Regions from separate parts of the Zea mays genome. Here all the other regions are linked to region 2. A link is a contact called in public Hi-C data. All regions are on one chromosome and are shown on one strand. The core of a region is the stretch at or near the end of the contact, and the rest is flanking DNA. Distances in the headings are between cores, read along the strand shown. Region 1 has its middle 33 kb from the start of LOC103632007. Region 2 has its middle 58 kb from the start of LOC100283707. Region 3 holds the start of LOC100277419.

Region 1 (4,509 bases), core at 979-3,478, 180 kb before region 2:
TTGGGGGCCTTCTTCTCCGCCGAAGGTCCTCTAAGCAAAAACACCTTCGGCAAGACGATATGCAAGCAGATACGATATGAAGATATATGCCGAAGCTACAATTGAAAGAGCTTCGGCATGATGGCATACTTAAGACGAAAGGTGGCACCGACTTAAAGAGGAAAAGACTGTATAGCCCCTGATAGTTTGTACCATGATTATAATTAGTTATTAAGGACACGAATGTAATTTTGCCCGGGCTGCGCCCCGTGCATATAAATTGATGAATAGTACCCCCTACTGTTCACACTGACCTGTAATCGCTCACACGTCACTTCGGAATTTTGATCTTCTATCAAGTCGAAGGTATCAATGTAATTTAAATATCATTGATGTTTGTTCCTACTTATATGAGGATAATATGAATAATCTAATGATTTAAAATGATTATTCATGTTCTTTCTGCGTTTCGTATGTCCCTGTTTACATCTTTGCATATTGAAATTGTAAAGCCCAAAATTGCTAGGAAAATAAAATAAAATAATGATGATGAAATAAATAAATGTGTTTATGATCGTGTTTTAGGGATTTTTTTGAAACCTTTGGATATTATTGGGTTTCTCATGCTTTTGAACGTTCAATTGAACAACAAAATTAAACTAGCCAAATAACAAACTAAAGAAATATAGAATTATGCACCTCATAATGGAGTTCATGCATTTTTACCTTTGTGCTCAAAATTTTGAGACAAGCTTAAGTTTGAAAAGTAGAATTTGTAGCACCCAAAAATTTTATTTTGGATTTCTAATAGAATGATACGAAGATTTGAAACATGATATTCTTTATATCACCTTTTAAGTCACATCTTCTTAAATAGATATAATTAAATACTAAAAGATTTAATGATCTTATATAAATTAAGTTATTCTTTTTAGATAAAATGTTAGAAATGTTATCTGAAATAACTATTAATAAATTGGTACAATAGAAATTATTGCATTAAAACATATATTTGGTGGGTATAAAATATACACTTGGAATTGGAAGAAGTTGCTTAAAATAATTAAAGCAATGAAAATATATATAAAATAAAAATAAAAACGTTGCATCATGCTGGATATTTTGATTGTGCGTGAAAACATTAACCCTAAGTTTGGATTACAAATTCGAATTTGGAATGGAAAATAAAACTAGAAATGAAATCTGAAAAAAATAAAAAAAATAAAAAGAAACCACTGTACCGCGCTTGGGCCAATTCTACCCTAATCGGCCCACCGTAATTCCGTGGCGGCCTGGGTAGCTGACCGGTGCCGACACATGGGCCCCGAACGCCAGCGTCGGTCGCGTGGTTGGCTCGCTGGCACCGTGGGACCCGATGACTAGGTCCGTCTTCTCCGCAGAACGCGCGCATTGGGTCATGCCACCGGAAACGCTCGCAACGGACTCGCTGTGGAATCCGCGTCGCCGCCAATCTCCTCGGCGGACTCGCTCTGGCCCTATAAAACAATCACGGGTTCCCCCCTCCATCTTCCCCATTGCTAGGAACCTGACCTCGGTGGGAGCACGACACAGGGAGCCGCTGTCGTCTACACTCTCAACCAACCAGTGCCTGGGCCTCGGCCGGTCGCTGTGCGGTACTCACGGCGGAGTCAGCGCTTCTTCGTGGCCTCGCCGGATTCGATTGGTGAACGGGTCGCCCTAGATTCCTCCCCGGAGTTGAGGTCTTCCGCCAATGTTGCTCCGCTCTATGGTCGGCCTCGTTATTGCCTTTGCCTCCGGTAATCTACTGCCCCTTAGGTTATCCCATTGTCTTCTCTTTCCTCTGCACGAGCTCTTGCACTGTTTGCGCCGTAGTGCTAGGGCGGGTTTGTCACCGGAAGTTGGGAAGCCGCCGCGCGCCGTGGGCAGGGAACTATGAGGCGTGATTCACATTGTGCCCTCCCTATTTTGATTCGCCTTGTTCCCTACTGCGTGTTGAACTACTTGGGTAATCATTTGGGGTACTGACGCTGGATCGCGTGTCTCCGGTGAGCCGTCACCGCTGGTGCACGGGGCGCCGCCGCCTGGCATTGTCGGGAGATAGGAGATAATGGCCTAGGCGTCGATCTGGATTTGAACGACCAAGATTAAAACGAGACATATCCCTTCGCTTATAAAATCTGTGCCCTTGGATTCGGATCTGATGATCGGAATTTGGGCAGACCAAGGTCTAATCTGGGCCACAGATTACAGATCGTGCGGCCAGAACCAGCCCATACCCTTTCAGCTAAGAACAATTGGTAAAGAGGCCCTGCATGTTTCCTTATTTAACCCGCGGTACAGTAGTGTGTAAAAATCATTGCAGGCAGGTCCTATAATTAACATTTTAGGTCTTTGTTAAAATAGTGTGCGCAGTCTAGAGCTTTGAGAAAATAGGAAAAATAGTTTAGAAAATGGATTTCTAGTGCCAAAATAATTCCAGAACTTATATAATGCATATAAAATTCATCTTAGCACCTTTTTAATCCATTCCAGTTGCAATATTTTTATAGTAATAATGTTTAACACTTGGTAACTCTGTTTAGTCATAAAACATATATTAAAATTGTTTACTTAATTTATCCTGTGCGAGGCACTTAAAACTTCAGAAATTCATAATTCCTCCGTTTTAATTCCGAATTGACTCGTTCCAGTTACGTTAGTTTCATAAAGTTATTGTCTGCGCAGTGGCAATATTAATTGTACCATAGAACATATTTTTATAATTAGATATTTGTCTAGCCTATGTTTAATAAATGAACTCCTCTAACCGAAGTTAACCTATCCATAATTATAGTTTGATTAAAATATGATATAATTAGGATTAAAATTGAATTAATTATTCATGGAATAATCTCTCATATAATGTATACTAATCAATTCATAATATAGTTTAATCATGTAGATCTACCATAAATCCTAATTCTTTAACCGTAACTCTGATTTTAGTGGTTCGCAAATCCACGATCTCGTAGCTTTCCGTAGAATATTATTACGCAGTTTATTCTTATATTTGGTGTGATGTTAATTTTGCCTATACATGTTTTTCTGTATTGCTATGTTTAGTAGTGAGGACACGTGTCATCTAAAGAGCAAGTTGGTACCTGGAATCTCAAGTGCCAGGCAAGTTGTGCCCTTGATCCACTTTTGTTACCCAATAATGTTCTTTAATATCATTTATTCATGTATATGTTTAATTTGGATGGGATCCAATACGTCACCCTACATTGTTTATCTTTTTACCTTGTTTACCCCTGAATCATTGGGTAGTTATGCTATTGCTTACACGGTTTTTGGGTTAATATTTCATTATATCCATGTTCATATTATTCTGTTATGTTATTTATGTTCATGATAATATCATTAAGTTAATGGGAACATGGAGAACCACCTGGGAAAACAATGCTACCACAAGGGTAGTATGGGATGCCCTTGGCTGACTAATTAGGAAAGCTAGTGGATGACTACCTTACCCGAAAGGGGCAAGGGCAGTAGGGGAGTGGTCAGTGTAGGGAGGTACTTGGGTTGATTTTGCTGCGATGGCGGTGAGGCGAGGGATCCCTGCATTGGAGCTTCCTAGAAACTGTAGCAGGTTTTCTGAAGCTAGTGGAACTTTGTAAAGGCCTCGTAGTGTTACCCTGCCTCGCTTCCTTAGTAGAGGTGTATGGGATTCATGACCCCTTGGCAGATGGGTAATGTGGGGGACAGATATCCCCCGGGTCCACTTGAAGGCTAAAAAACCTCACGAAAGGCCTTGGGCCCAATAATTCGCGAGGTCGTTCCTTCGTGGGCCTGGGGAGGGACGCCTAGTGAAGCGGAGTGACACAAGATTGGATCAACGCAATCCTAGATGACCCGATGAATTTGGGCAACCGCAATAGTGACCCGACCTTCCCGCGCAGTGTCCTCATACATCGGAACCGAACGGAGATAGGTCGGCGGAATTATAGGAAGATAAGCTCAGTCGGTTCACTATTACTTAGGCTCACGCTGTTATCATATCCACATGTAACGCCCCACGGTCAAGTATATAAGGCCTAGGGGCATCCCCTCAAAAACATATCTCACCACTTAGCCATCCACTCAGTTCTCTAACATCCTCGATACTAGAGAACCTCCTTGTAACCCACCACTCAAAGTATTCACGCTAGGACGTAGGGTATTACGCATCTCAAAGCGGCCTGAACCTGTACAAAATTGTCCACTGTCTCTCGTGCATCTAGCGCGAACCATCGAGCTACAGTCGGTAACACCGTCCTACCCCAAAAAGCACCTCGAGGGGCAACCCTGGGTGCGCGGTCGGACCCAAAACACCGACAGCTGGCGCGCCAGGTAGGGGGTGTGTCACTGATCCAAGCTAGCTCAATGGCCATCACCTTCCAGCACAAGATCGTCCTCCGTCCCGGGTCCACATTCTGCTTCGGAACCATTTCATCCATGGCAGATGAAGAGGGAACTCTACATCGCATCGCGTATCCGCCGAAGAGAAAGCCTTCCTCAACAAACTCTGGA
Region 2 (4,200 bases), core at 331-2,830:
CACATGTGCAAGTTGATAGACCACCCATTCATTTTACTAATTTCTTCACTCTACATGCATGATATGCTTCCATAGGATCATGTTGTGCTCGTCCATCTTTTTTTGTGAGAAAACTTACACGAATGAGACGCGTGCTTCAGCGATGAGACGATCGATGATGACCCTTTCTTTCATCGTATGTTGGAGAACGTGGTGGTGGTTGATGGCATCTGGGCCTTTGTTTCGAAGTGTCCCTGCACGGATGGACCGTGTTTCAGTTAAGCCAGGCGGGCGCGGGCGCGGGCGCGGCCGGCGGTGAGACAACCCATGCCTTAATAGGCTAGAATGTTGATAGGCCTTGTCAGAGCGTGTCACCGGCCCACTTCACCTGTGGCCGAAAGCCCATTAAGTAGAGAGTACCCCACCCTACGCAACGCACGCATCACGCTTATAAAAGACTGCTGCTAGGATGCTAAAGTTGAGTGCAGTGCAGCATATGTTCTCCCGATGGCTTTTCTTCCAGTAGAGTACGCTTTTGGTAGCATGCTGCATGGGATGGAGATCGGTTCGAGAGGTGAGAGACACTCAGACCATCGTGAACAAGCAGATGCTTCATCTCCATGTCGGTGTGCGTACGTACGTATATGGATGAACAGCAGGTGTACGGGTGGTGGGTGTGGCTCCATCATCGCTACTAGGCTGTCGTCTCTCCGATCGCCCACGGCTATAGGTGTACATTTGGGCCGGGTCTGGTGGGCCGGCCCGAAGCACGGAAAAAAAGCACAGCCCAGGCACGGCACGGCCCGAAATAATTTAGTGCCGGGCCGGCACGGCCCGTTATATCGGGCCGGGTTTGGGCTGAGGTCACGGCCCATGGGCGGGCACGAGCACGACCCGTTTAAGGCAGGCACGAAATGGCCCATATAGAGGCACGAAAAGGCCCATATATTTATTAAAACCACACTTCATTCCACACTTTCATGTACTTGATAAATAACATAAAGCTAGAGATAATGCTAGTTAGATGTTTTTTAGCTTTGAATTAGAGTGTGTGATGTAATTTTGCTTTTGTTATGAACATTAGACAATAAACTGAACATACGAACTTTGTATAGAGTTGATTATACTCTTTTTTCTTCTAACAAAATGATTTATAAACGAGGTAGTCATTGCATAGTTGTGGTAACTTTAATACAAATACTAAGTTTGATTTTGTTCAAATTTATTTGTCTTATCTTTTATTTGTTTTTTTTTTTGAATTTAGGGCTCTAATGTGAATTTTGGGCCAAAAATTGAATTTCGGGCCTAAAATTGAATTTCGGGCCGTAATGTGAATTTCGGGCTTTTATAATTTCGGGCCGCCCGAAATGAGCCCGGCACGTTTAAGCAATTACGGGTCGGGCCGTGGGCCGAGGGCTAGGCCCATAGGCCGGTCCAGCACGGCCCGAAATTCAAACGGGTCGGGCCGGCCCGAAATTCAAACATTACGGGCCTTTTCGGGCTTGGGCCAGGCCGGGCCGGGCGGCCCGAATGTACACCTATACCCACGGCAGGCAGGTAGCAGATGCCCCCGCTCCGGTCCGGCCGTACGTGGTGGTTGTTAGCCCACCTAAACAAACAAACCAACGCCTGCGGTGAGAGTTGAACCGTCGCTTTCGCTAGGGTTGGATCGTGTGGACCGCCAGCTCTACCACGCACGCTGCAGTTGGGCTCGCTCGATGAGGCTTCACTTCACTTCAGGGTCCCTTCTCACGTGCATAAACACCCGCCTACCGCGTTGACGGATGATATGGCTCGCATGTAGGTGTGCAAAAAAAACAAAGCTCGAAGCAGCTTCATTTCGGATTAGCAGTCAACTCGTCTAAGGGTGTATAACTCCCTGAAGAGAAGTGCTTTTAATGAGCTAGAGAAGGGGAGTAGTCGTCGTCATCAGCCGGAGCATATGATGATCTCTCTTTGGAACAAGAAGAATGTCAAGGTTGGTCTCATCGTGGTAGCTCAACCTCTAATCCTGATTACGACGCTTAACTGTATCAACGAACAACATTATTCTTCCCCGGCCCGTCACAGGCAAAAAGTGCTGTGCATATATCGAATTAAAACAGCGTCATGCACGCACGCTGACAGCCCAATAATTGATGTCAAAGCGCCACATATATATTAGATGTTCACTCCCTTCGTTCGCAGCCGACCACTGTGACTTGAACTAACTAATTTTTAGCTAGAAAACAAGATGCTGACATTTATAAAAACAAATAAATTAATTGTCCGGACGTTATTTTCATGAGAAAAAAAATTGACGGGGCATAACTGCATGTATATTTTAAAAGGTTCGTTTTAGATTAATCACACATTCATTAAGTAATATATGAATGTAATTTACGCTATATTTTTATTATCATTTAAATGAATGTGGACAGAAGAAAAAAAAGTAGGCTAAAAAGAACTCCGCTATTTTGGAACGGAAGGAGTAATATCTTTGGTTGTTTTGTGTGTGTTTGTTTGTCGATCTCTAACTCTCTGCATCACTAGGACCACTGATGGAGACCGCCCTACCTTCTTTTTTTCTTTCCTTTATTATTTTTTTTATTTTTTGTCAAACACATAGTACGTGGTTTTGGAAGTTTCCAACGGGCCATGGGCGAGTGCTGCAGCTTGATAGATTTGGCTCACCAACTGGGTCGCATTATTCGCAGCTTTTTGGCCCACCCCACCACGCCCCGCCCCGCCCGCGAGAGGAAAAAAAAAAATGGAAATGGATACACCAAACCAAGGCGATATCTTGTGCCCCTGCGCTCTGCGCTGGTGAGTGCATGTGGCATGCTGTCAGGGCGTTGGCAGCCAATGCATTGATAAGCTTGCAAGTTTGGTTGACCGCACATGCAGAGTATTAATCCCTGCACATCCTGGTCCAGCGCATATCCTATGGCTTCTCCTGTGCAAGTGCAAGGCGACTCAACATCTGTGAATCTGTGATGCATCCACCATGCATTCAACCCCTTTTATGTCGCGCTAGCTCCGACTTGTAGTATAGAGTCCACACGGTAGGTGATTAGTAGTTACTGTATCACTAGTGAGTAGCAACACTGCTGTTGGGGGCTTCTATTGCTGAATGGATAGCGAAGATAGCCTTCGTCAGAATTACGCATGAAGCAAAGACGAAGCTATGAAGCTTCAGCCCCATAGGATTGACGCGCGGACGGACCGGACGGAGTAAGCTTCGGTTCCGCAATAACAACACACGAAGTAGAAGTGGGCGACAATTTGGCCAAAACGACACGACGGAGGAAAAGGCGACGTCATCCTTGATTCTTAGTTCATGTATATAGGATCCGTGCGTATGTTTATAATTTTTATCTGAAGCTGTATTTTGTTACTATAAATAGAGGAACAGTGTCATGTATGGGGCGGGTGGGGCATGGAGGGAGATGCAAATCTCTCAGTCTCTCAAGTTATTTTGTACTGCCTTCGTGCCACTTCCTCTGTAGAGCCAGGGCCGCAGGTATAATTATAATTAATTCTGATATGAGCCATCGAAGAAGGTCAAGAATGTGCAAAGTGAATTATCCTGTCATATTCCTGCGTTATGCTGTTCTCGATTGTCGATTATTTCTTTAACCATCTCTCTTTAATTAGTTTTCATTAGGGATTGATTAAAGGGTGAAGGAAGCATTAATTCATCCGTGTTGCATTTTTTTTGTCTCTCAGAAGTCAAAAGCGAGTGACAAAAAACTACGACCGCTACTGTATTTTACCAAATTTTACAAAAGCTCATTGTACCGCATGCACGTATTCGGATCTATCTAAATCGACGGTGGATTTAAGCCGGATATGGGCATGTCTGTTTCATCTTTTTTTCTATTGAGTTTTTTTAGAATCTGGTTGTGGGGAGAGTGGGGTATTGCAGGATTATGTGCGGATGAAGATGAAAGGGTTCTGTTGCGAGCCTTCGTCTTCCGAATGTCCTTAAAAACACGACTAACATGTTTTCCAAGTGTAATATACTGTTACAAGAACCTTTGGCTTTGAGATGAAGGTGCGCACGGTATGAAAGGAGCGGTCTGGAAGAAGGATGATTCAACTCCGAAGCTATGGATGAAGAAGCTTCGGCTTAGCGCAAAGACGGTGATGGAGAATGAAACCGACCTAAAGAGGAAAAGACTGCTTAGTTCTCGACGGATTACTCCTTAGTTAATAGTAAATGTCAAGGACTTGGATGTA
Region 3 (4,198 bases), core at 413-2,912, 190 kb after region 2:
AACGGATGCACTTTATTTTATTTTAGTATCATTTGTTTTAATTAATCACTCTTAATTATGCATGCTCTTTTTATGATGCAAATATGGTACATAAAATAACGAGATCCAATATAGTATCACTGTATACATTTTGGGTATTACACGAAGTGACCGCAGTCACTTCGCCCCTTTACTGATCGTTCTGACAGGAAAACAACGCTATTCACCCCGTTTCGACTACTGTGCCAACCACGAGGGTAAAACTGACAATAGTAAGTCACGACCTCCCCCGAGTTCAGCCTCGGGCGCAACAGTGAGCTCCGCCTCGCCCGACCTCAGGCCTTGGCCTCAGCCTCGGCCTCGGGAAAAGGTCTTCGCCTCGCCCGACCCCAGGCCTCGGCCTCGGGAGGAGTCACAACCTCGCCCGACCTCAGCCTTGGCCTCAGGAGAAGTCTCCGCCTCGCCCGACCTCGGCCTCGGACCGACTATGCTACAAGGATACATCATTACCCTACCGCTAGCTAGCCACCCCTCGCTACGAAGGGACAAGACCGGAGTCACATCAAATTACTCCGATAGTAGGTAATGATGGTTCCCCGCGTGCGACCATGGCGTCGATGGCTCTCAGCTCCTTACGGAAGCAATGAAACGTCAGCAGGACCCCGGGCCGCACCGTCAGCTACGCTTCTACGGGGCTCAAGCGCTCCTCCGACGGCCACGTTAGCACGGGTACAGGGCTCAAGGCACTTCTCCGCCAGCCACGTTAGCACATAGCTACACCCCCGTTGTACAACTGGGCCATCTCCTTGTATCTATAAAAGAAGATGTCCAGGGCCTTCCTAAGGCACGCAGACACAGGGACGCAGAGAGGGCAAAAAGGCAGGCGAGCAGAGGCAGGCATAGTAGGAGAGACGCGGTGGAGGCAAACTCAAACAGCTCACCCCAAGGCCATACTCTCTCTTTCTCTCTCGCTCTCGCTCTCGCTCTCGCTCTCTCGCAACGCTTGTAACCCCTACTACGAGCACCCCGGTGCAAGATAATATAAGCCTCATCCTTCCGCTTGTGTTCCATCTTGCATCAACCCATCTGGGCAGGGACACGCAGCGACAAATTCACTGGTCGGTTGACGGTCCTCGCGGGTCCGAAACGCCGACAGTGTTAAACACTTAAAATATGATTTTCAGTGTTATATATATTTTTATGTACATAGATCTTTGTATTTAGGGCGTGTTTGGCATGGTTTCAGAGTAAAACTCCAAGGAGGAGCTGGCCAGGGCATGTCAAACACCCGAACTCCAGAGTTGTAAACTCTATGGAGTTTTTGGAGCTACAATACAATTTTTTGGAGTGCCTCTTTTGCTGCTCCGAAAGCTCAAAAAAAGCAATCTGGTTATAGAGTTTAGAGTTATTTACCCGCCACCGCCACCGATTATGAGAAACAATCTAAACTCTGGAGCAGAGCTGTTCCACCCAGAGTTTTAGAGTAGAGCTACTCTGGAGTGAAGCAGAGTCATGCCAAAAATGCTCTTAGTTATGTAGCTTACGAGCCTAACGACCTAGCTCGAGCTTTCTAATGAGCCGTACCGAACCAAATGTTTAGCTCGTTTGTATAACGAGCCAAACCGACCGTTACATTAATAAGACATAACAAGCCGAACCATAACGAGTCGATCTGACTCGATATCTACCCTTGCCTACACGCGTGCGCGTGTGTGTGAATAGCGCTTCATGGAGTCGCGAGAAGACCCGTGTGGTCGTTGGATTCTGGAAAACCACTCGTTGCTTCTGGAACACCACCGCGAAAGCAAAGGAATAACGAGCCGAGGAAATGGCCACGCGGTCACTCACCTCCGCACTTCCGCTCTCCAGAACCCCGCGCGTCCCCTCGCATCGTCCCTCTCTCCGCCGACTCCAAACCCTAACCCGCGCGCTTACCTCCTCGTCCCCTCAGGCCATGGCGTCGTCCCCTACCCCCAAGAAGGCAAGTGCCGCCCTCGACCTTCAGCTCTCAGCTTCTTGCCCACTGCACTGCGTCCTAATTGGTGACGGGGAACGAACGGCTGATTGATTTGGTTGCTCCCGCAGGTGCTGGTCCCGATCGCGAATGGGACGGAGCCGATGGAGGCGGTCATCACCATCGACGTGCTCCGGCGCGCGGGGGCCGATGTCGCCGTCGCTTCCGTCGAGCCGGGGGCGACGTCCGTAGCTGCCTCATGGGGCATCAAGCTTACCGCCGACGCGCTCCTCGCCGACCTCGCGGACGATGAGTTCGATCTCATCTCTCTACCGGTGAGTCTTTTTTTTTTTGATTTCCCAAAATGGAACCGATTTGGAACCTGTTGTGCTGCACTGCTAACAGGACACTTTGTTTTTTTTTGAGTGTGGAATCATGGGATAAAAATGTTGAAATGTGGCTAGCTCACAAGACCGAACTTGAGGATAATATCATCAAAGTCATGAAACAGGTCTCCTAGGATGGAATTTGTGTTCAGGATGAGCTGCGTCTTCTGAATGTAAATGATGATATATAATCAGTTAAATATTATAATCTGATAAGCATGATAAACAGATAAATACTGTTGGATCCTTTTCTTTTGGTATGGTGTTCCCAGAACCCAAGATTCAAACTTGTTAATCTTTGACTAACGCTTAATTCAAGAATTTAAACGTTATACCATACTAATTTGATATCAATGGATTCATATTTGAGAAAGCTTTCAGATGACGTGAAATTCATAGTCATAAACATAAAACATTGTGATTAAGGCGAGGCATGGCGACCCACCCCTTCCAGATGCCTAGGCGAATAAGGCATTCGGTGAGATGACGCCATACACATACACCTTCACCTACAGTAGAGCTGGACAAAGGTTCATTGATACACACCTTTTTGCTGCCAATTTTAGAGTCTATGCACAAGTAGCTACCACCCACTAGGCAGAGCAGTTTATACCTTATCCAATTAGCCAAGCACAAGCAGCATACCACATCACAGGAGTATATCCATATTCAAATCCAATATCCAAAGCATAAGCAAATATGCAATATAGTCCATCTTCTGAACAGAGGAAGGACATAACAGGAAAAACAGAGGAAACAAGGGAGAGGGAGAGCAGAGGATAGGAAAAGAGGTACTTGCGAGCCTGTGAAGGGTGCTGGTCCTGGTCTGTTACCAGGGAAATGAGCAGAGGAAGGAGACACTGAGCCCATGAAGAAGCAGAAGAAGGCAGCCCTCGACAGGGCATAGTTCGGAGGTGCAGATCGTCGGGCTAGGATGCGAGGTTGGATGAAGGAGGCACGAGCTGATGGAGTCGAAGGAGATGCTGAGCCCATGTAAAAACACAAGTAGGAGTCCTCAACAGGCATAGGTCAGAGGCGCAGATCACTGGGTGGGGATGTGAGGTTGGATGTCAAAGGCACGAGGTGAAGGAGTGGAGGTCGCCAGGAGCTGCGAATTGGGAGAGCATAAGGGGAGGGAGTGACTGGATGAGATGGGTCGCGTTCCAGGTGCTACCGCCACCATCTTCTCTTTCCCTTCCCTCATTTTTTCTCCCGCTCGCATCGATCTATGCACTTTTCCTGCGCATGCAGACACCTTTTCGCTCTTGCAGTGTCAGTTTGACACCTTGGCGATGCCATTCTGCTTGAGCTTATCAGGGAAGACACGGCGCCTCAATCAGAAAAAAAACGCCCAGATGCCTAGGTGACGCCTTAATAACTATAGTTGTAAATGTTATTATATGTGAGATACTAATGGCCAAAGTGTGATGTCGGATATCATACTTGGTCAAAGCATGCCTTGTGAAAAGAAAAAGGAGGGAGCATATTTGATGAAGTGGGTAGTGAGATATATGCTATGCAAAGTTACAATATAAAAAATGAGTATCTATTCATCGCCACATACTCACATCCTTCTTTTGTGCAGCAGTCGATCAATTTTATTTTAATTTGTATAAAACTAACTATGATCCATTTCTGATTTGACATTTTAATCATCAGTAGAACAATTGTATATATGGCTTTAACCGGAATCTTGTCCCACCTCATATTGTTTTTTGCTCTTTGTGTATGAGATCTATGGTTTGTGCATGTGTTTTTTTGCCACCTGGCATCATCCTTGGCATCTGTATATTGTAGGTCTCTTTTCTCATGCTATTAAAACTGTTGAAATGTTTGAACCCTTCTCCATTTAAGCACTTCCTTGCACCTGGGTATTTGG

Evidence for each region. Hi-C and Micro-C count contacts between places; a contact is called where the count stands out from the background.
Region 1: a Hi-C map of tassel shows a contact between it and region 2, with 2.2 times the contacts expected there. The contact joins two enhancer-like sites. A contact is called at or near these places in 2 of 25 Hi-C or Micro-C datasets (leaf mesophyll and tassel).
Region 3: a contact with region 2 is called in a Hi-C map of ear, with 2.3 times the contacts expected there. The contact joins the promoter of LOC100277419 here to the enhancer-like site in region 2. A contact is called at or near these places in 4 of 25 Hi-C or Micro-C datasets (bundle sheath, ear, leaf and 1 more).

The regions. Positions count from the first base shown.
Region 1 is chr9:68,308,395-68,312,903 of Zm-B73-REFERENCE-NAM-5.0, reverse strand. No RefSeq gene overlaps it. Among protein-coding and RNA genes, the nearest start is that of LOC103632007, 33 kb to the right of the region's middle. Within about 2 kb of position 2,228, at least 17 of the 20 cell types and tissues checked have an H3K27ac peak or open chromatin away from gene starts, as enhancers often do. A contact at or near this core is called in leaf mesophyll and tassel, where this site is marked.
Region 2 is chr9:68,126,536-68,130,735 of Zm-B73-REFERENCE-NAM-5.0, reverse strand. No RefSeq gene overlaps it. Among protein-coding and RNA genes, the nearest start is that of LOC100283707, 58 kb to the right of the region's middle. Within about 2 kb of position 1,580, at least 17 of the 20 cell types and tissues checked have an H3K27ac peak or open chromatin away from gene starts, as enhancers often do. A contact at or near this core is called in bundle sheath, ear, leaf and 2 more, where this site is marked.
Region 3 is chr9:67,938,901-67,943,098 of Zm-B73-REFERENCE-NAM-5.0, reverse strand. LOC100277419 reads left to right here and starts at 1,662. Exons shown (of 8, transcript NM_001150984.2): 1 at 1,662-1,960; 2 at 2,065-2,268. The coding sequence starts at 1,808.